2 separate regions of the Gasterosteus aculeatus genome follow, and region 1 is linked to region 2. The links are chromatin contacts, called in public Hi-C maps. All regions are on one chromosome and are shown on one strand. The core of a region is the stretch at or near the end of the contact, and the rest is flanking DNA. Distances in the headings are between cores, read along the strand shown.

Evidence for each region. Hi-C and Micro-C count contacts between places; a contact is called where the count stands out from the background.
Region 1: a contact with region 2 is called in a Hi-C map of skeletal muscle, with 3 times the contacts expected there. The contact joins the enhancer-like site here to the promoter of rgs17 in region 2. A contact is called at or near these places in 3 of 6 Hi-C or Micro-C datasets (skeletal muscle and whole body).

What each region holds. Positions count from the first base shown.
Region 1 is chr6:15,734,681-15,740,816 of fGasAcu3.hap1.1, forward strand. map3k21 (mitogen-activated protein kinase kinase kinase 21) reads left to right here. Exons shown (of 9, transcript XM_040179109.2): 2 at 4,489-4,669; 3 at 4,763-4,911; 4 at 5,056-5,231. Among protein-coding and RNA genes, the nearest start is that of map3k21, 8.7 kb to the left of the region's middle. Within about 2 kb of position 4,816, at least 1 of the 9 cell types and tissues checked has open chromatin away from gene starts, as enhancers often do.
Region 2 is chr6:15,688,425-15,694,473 of fGasAcu3.hap1.1, forward strand. rgs17 (regulator of G protein signaling 17) reads left to right here and starts at 2,830. Exons shown (of 6, transcript XM_040177930.2): 1 at 2,830-3,186; 2 at 4,941-5,122. The coding sequence starts at 5,120.

The DNA of each region.
Region 1 (6,136 bases), core at 3,566-6,065, 48 kb after region 2:
AAATATGCTTTTTAAAGATTGATGCAACTCTCACACATTCCTAGCTGGCGTATTTCCATGCATCTTCCATTTAATTTAGTCTGGGTTGGGTGTGAAAAGACTCGACTTAACTGCTGGTCTATTTGAACAACCTCGCGTCTGTGGGAACAGCAAAGGAGACCCCTTAAATCTTGTTTTTCATTACTGGGTCCTAATGAACTCAAACAAAGGGGGTAGAGTTGGTATCTAGCTCAAAATGTATCGTTAGAGACTAGTTTGTTTTTTAACTCGTGTAATTTTTCTATCATAATTAGGAACCAAGAGGAGTTAGCAAAGCTTGACTAGGTGCTGCAGGGCAACTTTTCTCAGGCTTCCCACAATTACCCCCGGTGACAAACAGACAGTTACTGCCTGTCTTTTCTCTGAGTAGAGAATGGGCAGAGGGGAGAGAGGAGGAGTGGAGATGCTTTCACTGTGTTTTTTATGACCTCTCCCTGACTGCACCTATTGTTGGAGGGCCGGGTGAAAAGGGAAAGGGCCCACAGCCCGACAAGGGCTGCTTTCCCGTTCGACCAATCGCCTCGGTCTCCTCGGCACGTAGATAGATGCTGATACGGCAATGGGTACCGGCCGTACGCCGTCTAACATTAGTCATGTTTTAATCAGCCTGGTTCTGGGTTAATTCAGGCTTAGACGGACCGAGACCAGCACAGGAAGGGGACAGACAAAGGGGAAGTGGCCCGGAGAGACGTGACCATGATGGATGGATTCAGCCAGCTATTAGACCCTGATCCTTTTCCCATCAACCAGAAAGCCCGGGGGCCACTCTGGTTGCAGGCGGCAGGGACGGACCAGTCGGGGAATGTTTCGCAGCCTTGTTTCTGCTTACTACAGGAAGCCCTCTTACTCTCGCGCTAAGTCTGTTGGCACAGTTACGAAAATACCGCCACGGCAAGTTAGGAGGCCGCACTCCCCAATTTCTACAGCAACCACGTTGCCTCAATGCTCAGTCCAGAGAGAGGCCCCAGGAATATGCTCACATACTGTTTAATTGGAAACCTTTGTTGTAGTAGAGGAGTAAACCATTTTTAAAGTTTGCCTTAAAACATTGTGCAATATAGAAGAACCGTTTTAGATCCTGTTATCTGTAAACCAAGAGAACTGGCTTTGCAAATGCACTGCTCGCTACTGAAGACTTGCTATGTGCATATTTGATATTACATGGAATACTAAATACCATATTTTTAATACATGAGTACTTAGTTTAAATTAGGTTAATTTGTGTACAAACTTAAATAAGTAATAGTCAGTATACTCAATGAGGAAACGGCAACAGTGCTCCAAAACATTTTTATTAATCTGTTTTTTTAAATACCTGCTGCAGCTTTGTTACACCTGAGGTATTTTAGTTTGTTGAATAGAGAAGAAATGGTTTGCCAAAGAAGTTTTTTTTTTTTTACCTTGAGGGGGAATAGGCGATGGGAAGAAGCGTGGGAGCCGCTTTGAAGGCAGCAGCTCTGCTTCTGATCTGCCCACCGTTCCACCCTGAAAGATGTCTGCCTCAAGACCCACTGTTTGGGGAGGGGAATTAAAGGGGGGTTGGACTGAGGGTGGGGTCTGGCTGTGGGGCATATCCATCTCCAATTGCATTACGCTGCTCCACATTTTCTCCATTGAAAATAGTAAACTATATACTGAGACCTAAAAGTATCACCAGACTTTTTGCAGTGTGCAATAAAAAAATGTAGTTAATGCAATTGGTAAACCAGATAATATAACGGCAATGATAACATTATAGAGTACGCAGCTTTTATTCCATTCTGTATCCTTTTCAAATATTTTGGAGAGAAATACAGTTTACAAGCTTTTGTGGATTTAGTGGTTGGATAATTTTCTCCATATTTCTCCAGTATACCAACCAATTCAAAGATGTCGGGCATTTTCTGTGGCCTGTATTTATTTTTCTAATAACCCAAAAGAACTTGTTCAGCATATCTTCCAACGCGCAAAACAATACCCAAGAACGACGAGCCGCAGCTTTATTTAGTGCATTAGCACCAGTGTGAAGGCTCTAAAAGGTGCTAACTTTAAGGCGGGGTGTTGCCTAGGGCTTGACTTTTATGATTACCCAAAATAGAAGTTGGCCAGAACATCTTGTTCCTCTTTTTGAATGCAAATCCATGTGTTGTTTCAAGAGACCATCTGAGTATTTGAATTGGAATTTGGTAAATATGTGTAAATAGCAGAAGTGTTTTGGTACAGAAATCAAATGCAGAAATTGTGTAAAACTATCGACCCATTAAAAGGATGCAATCTATGCTACGTGCTGTACCTTTATGCCGTGCTTCTGAGCCGCTGCCCCACTGAAGGGGCTCGTCGGCGGCTCCTTAAATACCATCAAATTAACCAAATTGACAAAAAAATCACCTAAATCGTCTTGTCACCAGTATGCTACAGCAACCAATGATAAAGTAGCATGAATCGTTTCCATGCCTCCAACGTTAAAAAAAAAAGAACAACATTATTTTCTAATTGAGATTGTAGTATCTTGCTTAAACGGTGAATGTTGATGACTGATGTCTCATGTAAACATGGGTCGTCATGGGTGTGCTGGGAACTGCAAGGTTGGTGGTTCGAGTCCCAGCTGCCCCATGTCTCAAGTCGAAGTGTCCCTGAGCAAGACACCTAACCCCTAATTGCTCCCTGGGCAAAATGTGAAAAAGCCATGCGTTTAAAGTGTAATGTAAGTCGCTTTGGATAAAAGCGTCTGCTAAATGACCTGTAATGTAAACATGTAAATAATAACCTTCATTTATATCAGAGAATTCATGCATACAATGACAAGCGACAGTAGTCCTGTCGTAGACTTTTTACAATCCACGATCCATTGACAAAAACAACTAGCAGGCTAAAAAACATTCTAAGTAGTAATAGCTGCAGCCTCAATGACCTATTTCCTATTTTTAGAGGGTAGAGTGAGCGAGTGAAACCTCTAGGGGCCTGACTGAAGGATCGCGGCGCTACAAAGGAAGCATTTGCCGTGAAATTCTATAGGCCACTCAATGCAGAAGGGGTTATCCCAAGACTACTGTTCTTCTAACCCGGCGTAAGTCCTCATACGCGCTACGAGGTCCCTGAGCGGGAACCTGACAACAAGAAGTAGTATATCATTGGTCTGGTGAAACCTGTTTGTAATGGGTTTCCTATTGTTGCAGCCCGGGCAGAGGATCCCCTCCTTGCCTGAGGGGGGTAATGGCACCAATACCTGTTATTAGTAGAACCCATAGGAGTCTCACTGCGCCTAAAACGCAGCGCAAAATCAGTCCACCCTTTGTGTGTGTCTGTCTGTGTCCACTGAGCCGATTTTATTTTAGGTTGTAGTAAAAAAAGAATTACAAATTAAGCCAAACTTTGGGATCAGAGGTGAGGCGTTCAAAAATGAACTAAAACAAAACCATAAATCCTCATTTTAGAAGCTTGTTCTCAATGTTCGTCCTTTTTGGATTTCATCCAATAAACAAGATCAAGATCCGTCAGCTCACAACATCCGTTCTCTGTGTGTCTTCCATCAAGCCGTCAATCTTCTGTTCCTGGCCGCACACATTCACTATTGTTTGTAATGATCACAATGTGTGTCCAGCCAGGCTTTAGGGTCACGAAGTGTATTTCAGGTGAACCATTTAATCTTAAATAGTGGAAAAGACCAAACTTAAAGTGTGTGTGTGTGTGTGTGTGTGTGTGTGTGTGTGTTGCACATTCAGTCCAATGTCTGACGGAGCGAATCCAAGGTCAGTGACCGACACCGTGTAGCCGCTCCACTCGAGTCCCACTTCCACTCTCACAGATCAGAGCGTCTGCAGGAAGCTGTTAACAAGCAGCCTTATGAACTGAGCAACCTTCTCAGGTGTGCGCTGTGATGCACGTTGCGTGTCGGGTCGGGAACTCGTCTCAACGCCTCCACTAGTTTACCTTCGCACAGGAAGTTTTCCCACCATCTTCCCACCTAAGTGACGCTCGGCAAACCACTTTAAGAAATATCTTTGACTCAAGTTGAAATGACATGCTGTTAAATGTCCACAGCTGATAAGACATGTCCACACTGACCTGCCTGTAAATCATGAAATGGGACAGTTTGTAACACGAGATCTTTGCAGAGGCAAATGCACATTTTGATAAATAACAGCGAACAAAAGCATCAAGGAGTCTTGACTTTGGCGGCTGATACGCACCACTCGCGTCTTTTTGACAAAGACATGAGAGGAAGGTTTGTCAGTTATGGTTGTATTTTAATATTTTTTCACTGTGATGAAAAGATTGAATAGAAAGTTAGTCTGGGATCTATTTTCAGTTTTGAACTGCTGGTTGGACAAAACAAGACATTCAAAAATGTCACCTTGGTCTTTAGTCAGGTCTTATAGCGAATATCACGGCCGCAACCGTCACATCTGTCACTTTCATCCCGAACCATTTCATTCAGTCACTCACTGACGAGTCCCTCTCTCTTCTCAGTTTTATTACTTGAAACGATCGAGAACGACGACATCGGAAGGAAGACCCTGAAGATCACGGACTTCGGCCTGGCGAGGGAGTGGCACAAAACCACGAAAATGTCGGCGGCGGGCACCTACTCGTGGATGGCCCCCGAGGTGATCAAGTCCTCTCTTTTCTCCAAAGGCAGTGACGTGTGGAGGTACGACAAATGGCGCGCAGGACGCAGCACACCCCAGCAAGCATTTATCAAACCGTGTCACTGACCCTCCTGCTAAATGTCCTGCGTTGTCAGCTATGGCGTGTTGCTGTGGGAGCTGCTCACGGGGGAGGTTCCGTACCGCGGGATAGACGGCCTGGCTGTGGCCTACGGAGTGGCTGTCAATAAGTTAACTCTTCCAATCCCCTCCACCTGCCCCGAACCCTTCGCCAAGCTCATGGAAGGTAAATGTGTAACGGAACCATAATGATAATGCTGCGGGACGGAAACGGTTCAATGGACTTTTGTCTTCAGAATGACATGAGACGACCGTTACACGCAGTTATGTACCTAACTAACATGTACCGTGTGTGTGTGTGCTCGTCCAGAGTGCTGGGACCAGGACCCCCACGTGCGTCCCTCCTTCTCCTGCATCCTGGAGCAGCTGTCGGCCATCGAGGAGGCGGTAATGGCCACCATGCCCCAGGACTCTTTCCACAGCATGCAGGATGACTGGCGCGTGGAGATCCAGGAGATGTTTGACGAGCTCAGGACCAAAGAGAAGGTGGGACGGGGCGATGAAGACCTTACAGCTTCCTCACCAGATGTGGTTAGAAGTTAGAAACCCGACGTGCCAATTATGAGGCAGACCTTCCATCCCTCATTTGTGTCTGTATTTTTACACACCAGTAGTAACACACGTTGACTGATTGCTGAGGTTTATCTGAGCTTGGGCAGCTTTTTATGGACTTAATTGGTTACTTTCAGTGGAAACGCTAATTGCGCGTTAGACAAAAAGTGTGATTAATGCCCGGGCGCTTCAGCAGGCTTCCCCTTGTTAAAACCTTAATCTGCTTCCTGTTTAAGTCTCCCATTGCTGGCTTAAAGCGGGGGGGGTAATTAGTGTTTGTAGAGACTGCAGGATCAGCACAAAGAGCTGAGTCAACAAATGGTGAACTGAATGACACAGATACTAAAAAGTCCTAAAACTTTAATTTATGCCTTTTTTATTTGATAGTTATATATTTTTAGTGTTATACATTAATTTATTAGAAATGTTCTGTTGTGTTAAACCACATTTTTAACACGTATCTTTTGTGTTAATCACATAAGGCCTTAAAAAGCCCTATAAAGCTTGTTTGTTATGTAAACCATAAATCATGAGAAGGAAGAAACAAATAGCTTAGAGCATAATCTAACATTTACACATGGCACATTACCTTCCCCCAAACGCCCCGCAGTAATCTGCGTCTAGGTGGGTGGCCGAAGTGCTTGACTGGAAAGCTACTTTATGCAAGTCATCCAGTAAGGATTATTATTACTCAACTGCGAGCAGTTAAAGGGAAATTGGGGGGACGTGACTGGTTAGCTTGGTAAAAACGGCCTGAAACAGCAGGCAGTAATCTCCCTGAAGGAAGCGTTATTCAATACACTGCTGCCTCCTTTTTCTGTTTTTCCCCTTGTTACATA
Region 2 (6,049 bases), core at 1,580-4,079:
AAAAATGAAAAATGTTTTATTTTGAAAATTGACCGGATTTTATCCTAATTATGTGCGCTCGACCCTCGGACAGATTCCCCACGCGTCACCAGGCGTTTTTCTTGTCCTTTTACCGTGCAGTTTCGCCGAGCAGCGAACACAGAGCGCGCGACTACTACCCCCCCCCCTCCGCGAAATATTGTCTGATATGAAAACGGTCCGTGAGTTAAAAAAGGTTGGGGACCACTGCTGTAAGTCATCATAATGAGATAGTATCGATGAGGACTTTGATTAACAGGACATTACTATACATGCAGCTGTCACTTTTATCCAAAACGCCCATGTTTTGACATCATTTTATGTGGAGTAGTTGGGGGTTAGGTGTCTTGCTCAGGAACACTTTAACTTGGCACAGGGCGCAGCCAGGATTCGAACCGCCAACCTTGTGCTGCACGGCACACCCTCCCTATCCCATGCGCCGCCATCGCTGTCGTTTCAGTGGCCGGAATGTAAAGATTATAAATATTTGTATTATTCAAAGTGTTCATTGCCTAAAAGTCATTTGAGTGTCAATCGTGACCGACTGCTCCTGACGTGACGTCAGACGCGTAATCTCAGTTCATCCAGAACACCTGTGCAGTTCAACATCGGAGGAGTTTCTCATTGCCTCGTCTCTCCAAGTAACGTTGGTAAGTGTTATTTGCCTAGCGTGATTAACATTCTCCTTCCTTACATCTTGTTGTCTTCCTCAACTTTGTAATTTTAATATTTTACCAATGACAGTGTTTCTATATATATATATATATCTTTTTTTTATAGAGGCACTGGATTAAGGACGCCAGCCGTTTGCTGCGGCCAATTGAAAGTGTTCCATAGCGTATTGTTGCAGTTAGTTTACCTTGTTCCTAATGATTTTATGATTAATTTTTTTATTATTATATACATGCGGGATATTATGTTTTGCTCTTGGTTACAAATGCCGAACATTTTTGTCTTAAAGGCATCTAATAAACTCCAACCACTATGACCGAAATGAGTTTGGATGTCTTTCTTTAATTTGTGGGGAATTAAATGTATACGTTATAAGTAAACGGTAACATTCTGGTATTTATAATGCAAAAACAGTAATCGTATGGTAAGAAACTGTAATCCAATATACAACATACCGTAACATACCGTAAATTACGGTAGGGCACTGTAAATAAAACGGTAAGTTACTAGCGTCGACTGACAGTAAATTGCAGTTAATTCACAGTAAAATTTGTTCAAGTTTACGGTAACATACAGTAATCCATTTTACGGTAACATAGTATAAAAACCATTTACGGTATTATACCATAAAACAACAGTAAATTCCTGGCGTCCTTGCTGCCAGTAAAATACCGTTAATTTACGGTGAAATTTTTTCAGAGTGTGTCGCTCTTGACATTATCACATAATCAGCATGAGCAGTTATCAGCTCATGTGGAGAAAAACCGCATGTGATCCGAGCCCTTTGAGGGAACACACAAAATGCATCTTCTCGACTTCCCTCTCATGACCTTTCCATCACGCTCATCGATCCTCACATTGAAATATTACGAGTGGCAGATGCACAAAGATGATGACCGATAAATATATGAAATACCCAAATTACAGTACTGGTTGTATGCTTACATCAGCTAAGAAGAAGTGCTTTAACAATACTTATGTAGATTTTTGATGTGAAAAGCACCAATCCATGAGACGTGCATCGCAAAACGCGGTGTGATTTCTGTCAGCCGAAAGCCGCTCGCTGTCAGTGTGTAATACTTTTCAAATAATTCATGCAAAGTTAACATGCAGATTTACTGCAATTAGGCTTTCCTAGTGCTGTATGGCAGGTGTGCGCGTGTGTGTGTGTGCGTGTGTAATTTGTGTGTGAGGGGGGGAGAGAGAGAGAGCAGAGTTTTGGTGCCCCCCTGTGTTAACCGTAGGAAAATAGTCCGAACGATCAGTGGTTACTCTCACGCTGCAGAAGCACATTGACGGAGTGGAACTATACAAATAAACAATAAAAGGAGCAAATAGTCTCAAATAGTCATTATTCTTGAAAAATTATAAATAATTTGATGTTATAAACAATGATGTAGCTCACATTGTGTCTAATGATTTGAGATCAAATGTAAATGGGATGTATAAGGAAATGAATACAGTAGATAAATACACCAATTAAATAATTAACCTTTCGCATGCCAGGAAATATTATTGGTGTCAAATGTAGCATAACCATCTCGCTTGCTGTCTGCAGCCAAAATGATTGCCCATTAAAAAGAAATTACAGAGACGTTTATTTCTTTATGTAGAAAATAGATTTAGCCTTTTAACCACTTCTACGGCCTGAAACACAGTCTCAACCTACTCTTGTCTGATCCAAAGCCATGTGCTGCTGTTTCACCTGACATCTCATTTTAAATCACCCATGACTTTTAAAATTGAATTTTCATCCCTTAGGGAGGAGAAAAAGATTAAGATAAGGAAGAAAATAACCAAGAAGTCCTTGATCATTCCTTACGGACACATTCACATAAATGTCCACTAACTCACAGATAACATCACAGAATAACGACATATATAAAATGCACAGTAGACCCATTATAATACGAATATGTTAGAAAACCAGTTACCCATAAAACAACTCTTCAATTACTGAAGCGCTTTGATGTAATGCGTGAGTTTAAATATGCAGTATATATTATTCACTGGATTATAACCTGAGGATGCATGTGCTCTTATATGAATAGCGACCTTCTAAACTTCACACTGTGGCTATCCTCTTCAGACCGGTTTTATTTAATGACTTGAATGGACAGATGTTTTGTTCTTCATGCAAAACGTTTGACTTCAACCAATGCAGCATAATCGCGATCGAACGAATACTGTGGCGTTTTCGGGCTTTGTCGCGCACGCTGGTCGTGCAACGTGACCCTCTGCACATTGCAGAACCTTCACGTGGAGCCTCGGCAGTGCATCTTCTCACAGAGCGGCGGCGGCGGCAGCAGCGCGCCTGCGCAGTGCATCCAGGGGCTCGGCGGCGTTCGGTGCTGAAGTGGGGCGGATGGCAGAAAAACAGCCGGCGATGGACCTTTCACCGCAGGATTCCCGCTTACCATGTCGCTAAATAAGCACCGGGACGTCGCGTTTATCGCACCCGCCACCCCGGGGACACCGACGGCCCGACGCGAAGCGGTAAGATGCTGGTTGTCGCGCGCTAATGCTCCGCGCGGAGCGGGGGCTAGCTGACGTTAGCACGGGGCTAGCTGCCGTCACTGCTGCTGCTTCTCAGCTGCCACCTCCTCCTCCTCCACCTCCACCACCACCACCACCGCCTCCTCCTTCCAGCTGCCGAGAGATAGCGTACCTCTGGCTGTTGGCTAACGCTAGCGAAGAGAAAGTGGCTGGTGTTTGAGTTCTAGAAAGAAGAAGAAAAAGAAAAGAAAAAAACAGAAAATTCGCTGCGACGGTCCTCTGCGTGCAGCCCCCCGCCCCTCTCTCCCTCTCTCCCCCTCTCTCTCTAATCCGGTTAACACCCCCTGGTTGTCAGCTGGGAGGGGGGTCTCCTCTCCCTTCACCCCCCCCCGCACCCTGCAGGAGGGGGGGGGTCGGGGGTCCCAGCGTTGCACTGAGGGTCCGATGAGCGGACTCTGTTTACCCGGTGAAACGCGCGGGCCCAGCGGACGCTCTCCGCCTCCTTCTCCCGGTCAGTCAGGCAGGAGGCCACGCACGAGTTGTGTTGCTTGACGTTGGTCGCGAGAGGCCAGGTTGTGTTGTTGTTGTTGTTGTTGTTGCCCACGACATCCTGCGAGACTTCCTCACGTGCGCGTCGGGCGAAGATGTGTGAGTCAGAGTCAACATGGCTGCTGTGTGTGTGTGTGTGTGTGTGTGTGTGTGTGTGTGTGTGTGTGTGTGTTCCTATGATGTTGTGTGACATCATGTGAAAACATTCAGACTGATCGTGGTTATTGATGATGGTTTTATATGCTGGACTGCAATAAACAATTCATTTTATTATCCATCAATTAGCCAGTTGTTGCCTGTTTAGGGTTATGGGCAAGAGTGAAAGATCCAAGGTGACATCTTCAAATACTTTTTTTCTGAGAAATGGTCCAGTTTAATTACTTACTATCTAATTACTTCAGTCTCCGGATTATTTTTCTGTCAATGTCTTGATTAACTTATTTCACTCAGCGTGCTGCTAAAGTGACTGGTGTCCATCTTCTCCTGGCACAACGCACAACTACAATTTCTGCTTCTCGACATCAAAGGGACAATACGTCGTGTCCACGCAACTGAAGACAAAAATATGTGAAATGTAAGTGGGGTAAAACAGAAACATAGCAGTCAATGAACCTTCAATAAAACAGTTTAATATGATTTTCCAGCGTTGATGTTCCACATGCAAACACTTCTGCCGTTGTGAGGCAAGCAAGTCGTTCTGAACAGTAATTCCTGCGTGAGAACATGCGGCGTGACGGCGACCCGGGAAGCGCCGTCGCCTTCGGGCTCTCAGTCAGTTTGCGTCAGCGACCAAATCTGGCTAACGGCCTCTGACTGTGATTGACTGGTGGGGTCGTGACACCACCGATGAGCTTAATCCTTCAGAGCTGTCAGAGCTGCTCGTGATGATGATGATGATGATGATGATACTGCATTTGGTTTATTTCCTGATACTTCGTCCGGTTTTGACAAGCATGTCACAGCCGAGTCAGTTGATACGTTGGGCAATAAGAACATCTTAAATAACTAAAAACAAAGAATGTTTTATTTTTTGGTTAAACAGTCAAACTAATTGTTTTAGCGCCTTAAAAACTGACTGACGTCATTTGTCCAGCAGAGCGCACTGCCAAGTTTGTTCTTCAACTTTAAAGTACTGCATTTTTATTTACATAGCCGGGATAAAATAATCCCGTTGTGACTGTTTTGCCCTCGTTTTTTCTTCTCAGATGCTGCATCTTCAACGCTCCCTGTAGTCTCGAATCCACAAATGAGCCTTTCACCGACATCCTAGGCAGCCTAGGAGGGGACGGCGAGTGAAACGCGAGAGGAGCAGGGGAGGCGAGGAGAGGAAGCGCTCGCGCCTCAGAGCCGCTCTCGTGTCCCATTTTGTGCCGCTCCATCAGGGATGGTGAGACCAGTAACCCCTCTTCTTTCCAGCGAGCCGATCAGAAGCCCAGACCAGCCGGTCACTCCGTAACCGCGCGCCATGACCGCTCGGTCTGACCTGTTTGTAGGGAATCACTAATTCATTGTGAGTTTAAATCGGACATGTTGTCATTAAGCTGATCGATGAGACCGTGGAGCTTCGGAATGAGAGACAGCGGAGAGGGACGTCGTGATTTGTGTTTAAAATCAAGCGGATGAAGACAAAAGAAACATGTCTGACCAAGAGCTGGTTTAAGTGTCATCCACGAGGCGCAAAATGTCTCCACAGTAAAAAAAAAAGCGAGCTTGTTCATTCTGGTACGACCGGTTAGCGATCGGCGGTTTTGGAGGTTCAAGGTTTTCTCTTTGGCTCTCTGTGCTCCCTGTGCCGCCCAATTATCAGATCAAAGGAGAAAACGAAAGGCAGCAGCACAGCAGCTCACTGTAGTCAACCTTTTACGTCGTGTCCCTTTAACACCAGTTGAACATTTTCAAAAAGTAGCTTTTCCTACGTCTTTCAATCACATCTCAGTGGATGAAATGTTCCCTCGTCGTCAACTCCACAACAGCTGATTGTTGGCAAACTGCATCCGCTGAGGGAGACCATGGGATGGACACGTGGACTCGGAGGATGACACGTCCCGCTGTGAGCAGTCGTTGCTAGATGTGCATAGAACGACGTATTGCTGATCGTACCCCTTTTTGTAAAGCCGTCGTAGTGTTTGTGTTCCTCATTGGCCAGTGAGTGCTGCTCAGTGAGGGTATGAATGAACAAACTTGTGTCCAGCACACAGTGTTGTCGGGATTAGACGGATTGATAGGAGGACGTTTTGTGTTAATGAATAAAATCGGCCTACTTTTTAAACAGATCTTGTTGCTAGTTTGTTGTTTTTGTGTGTGTGTGTGCGTG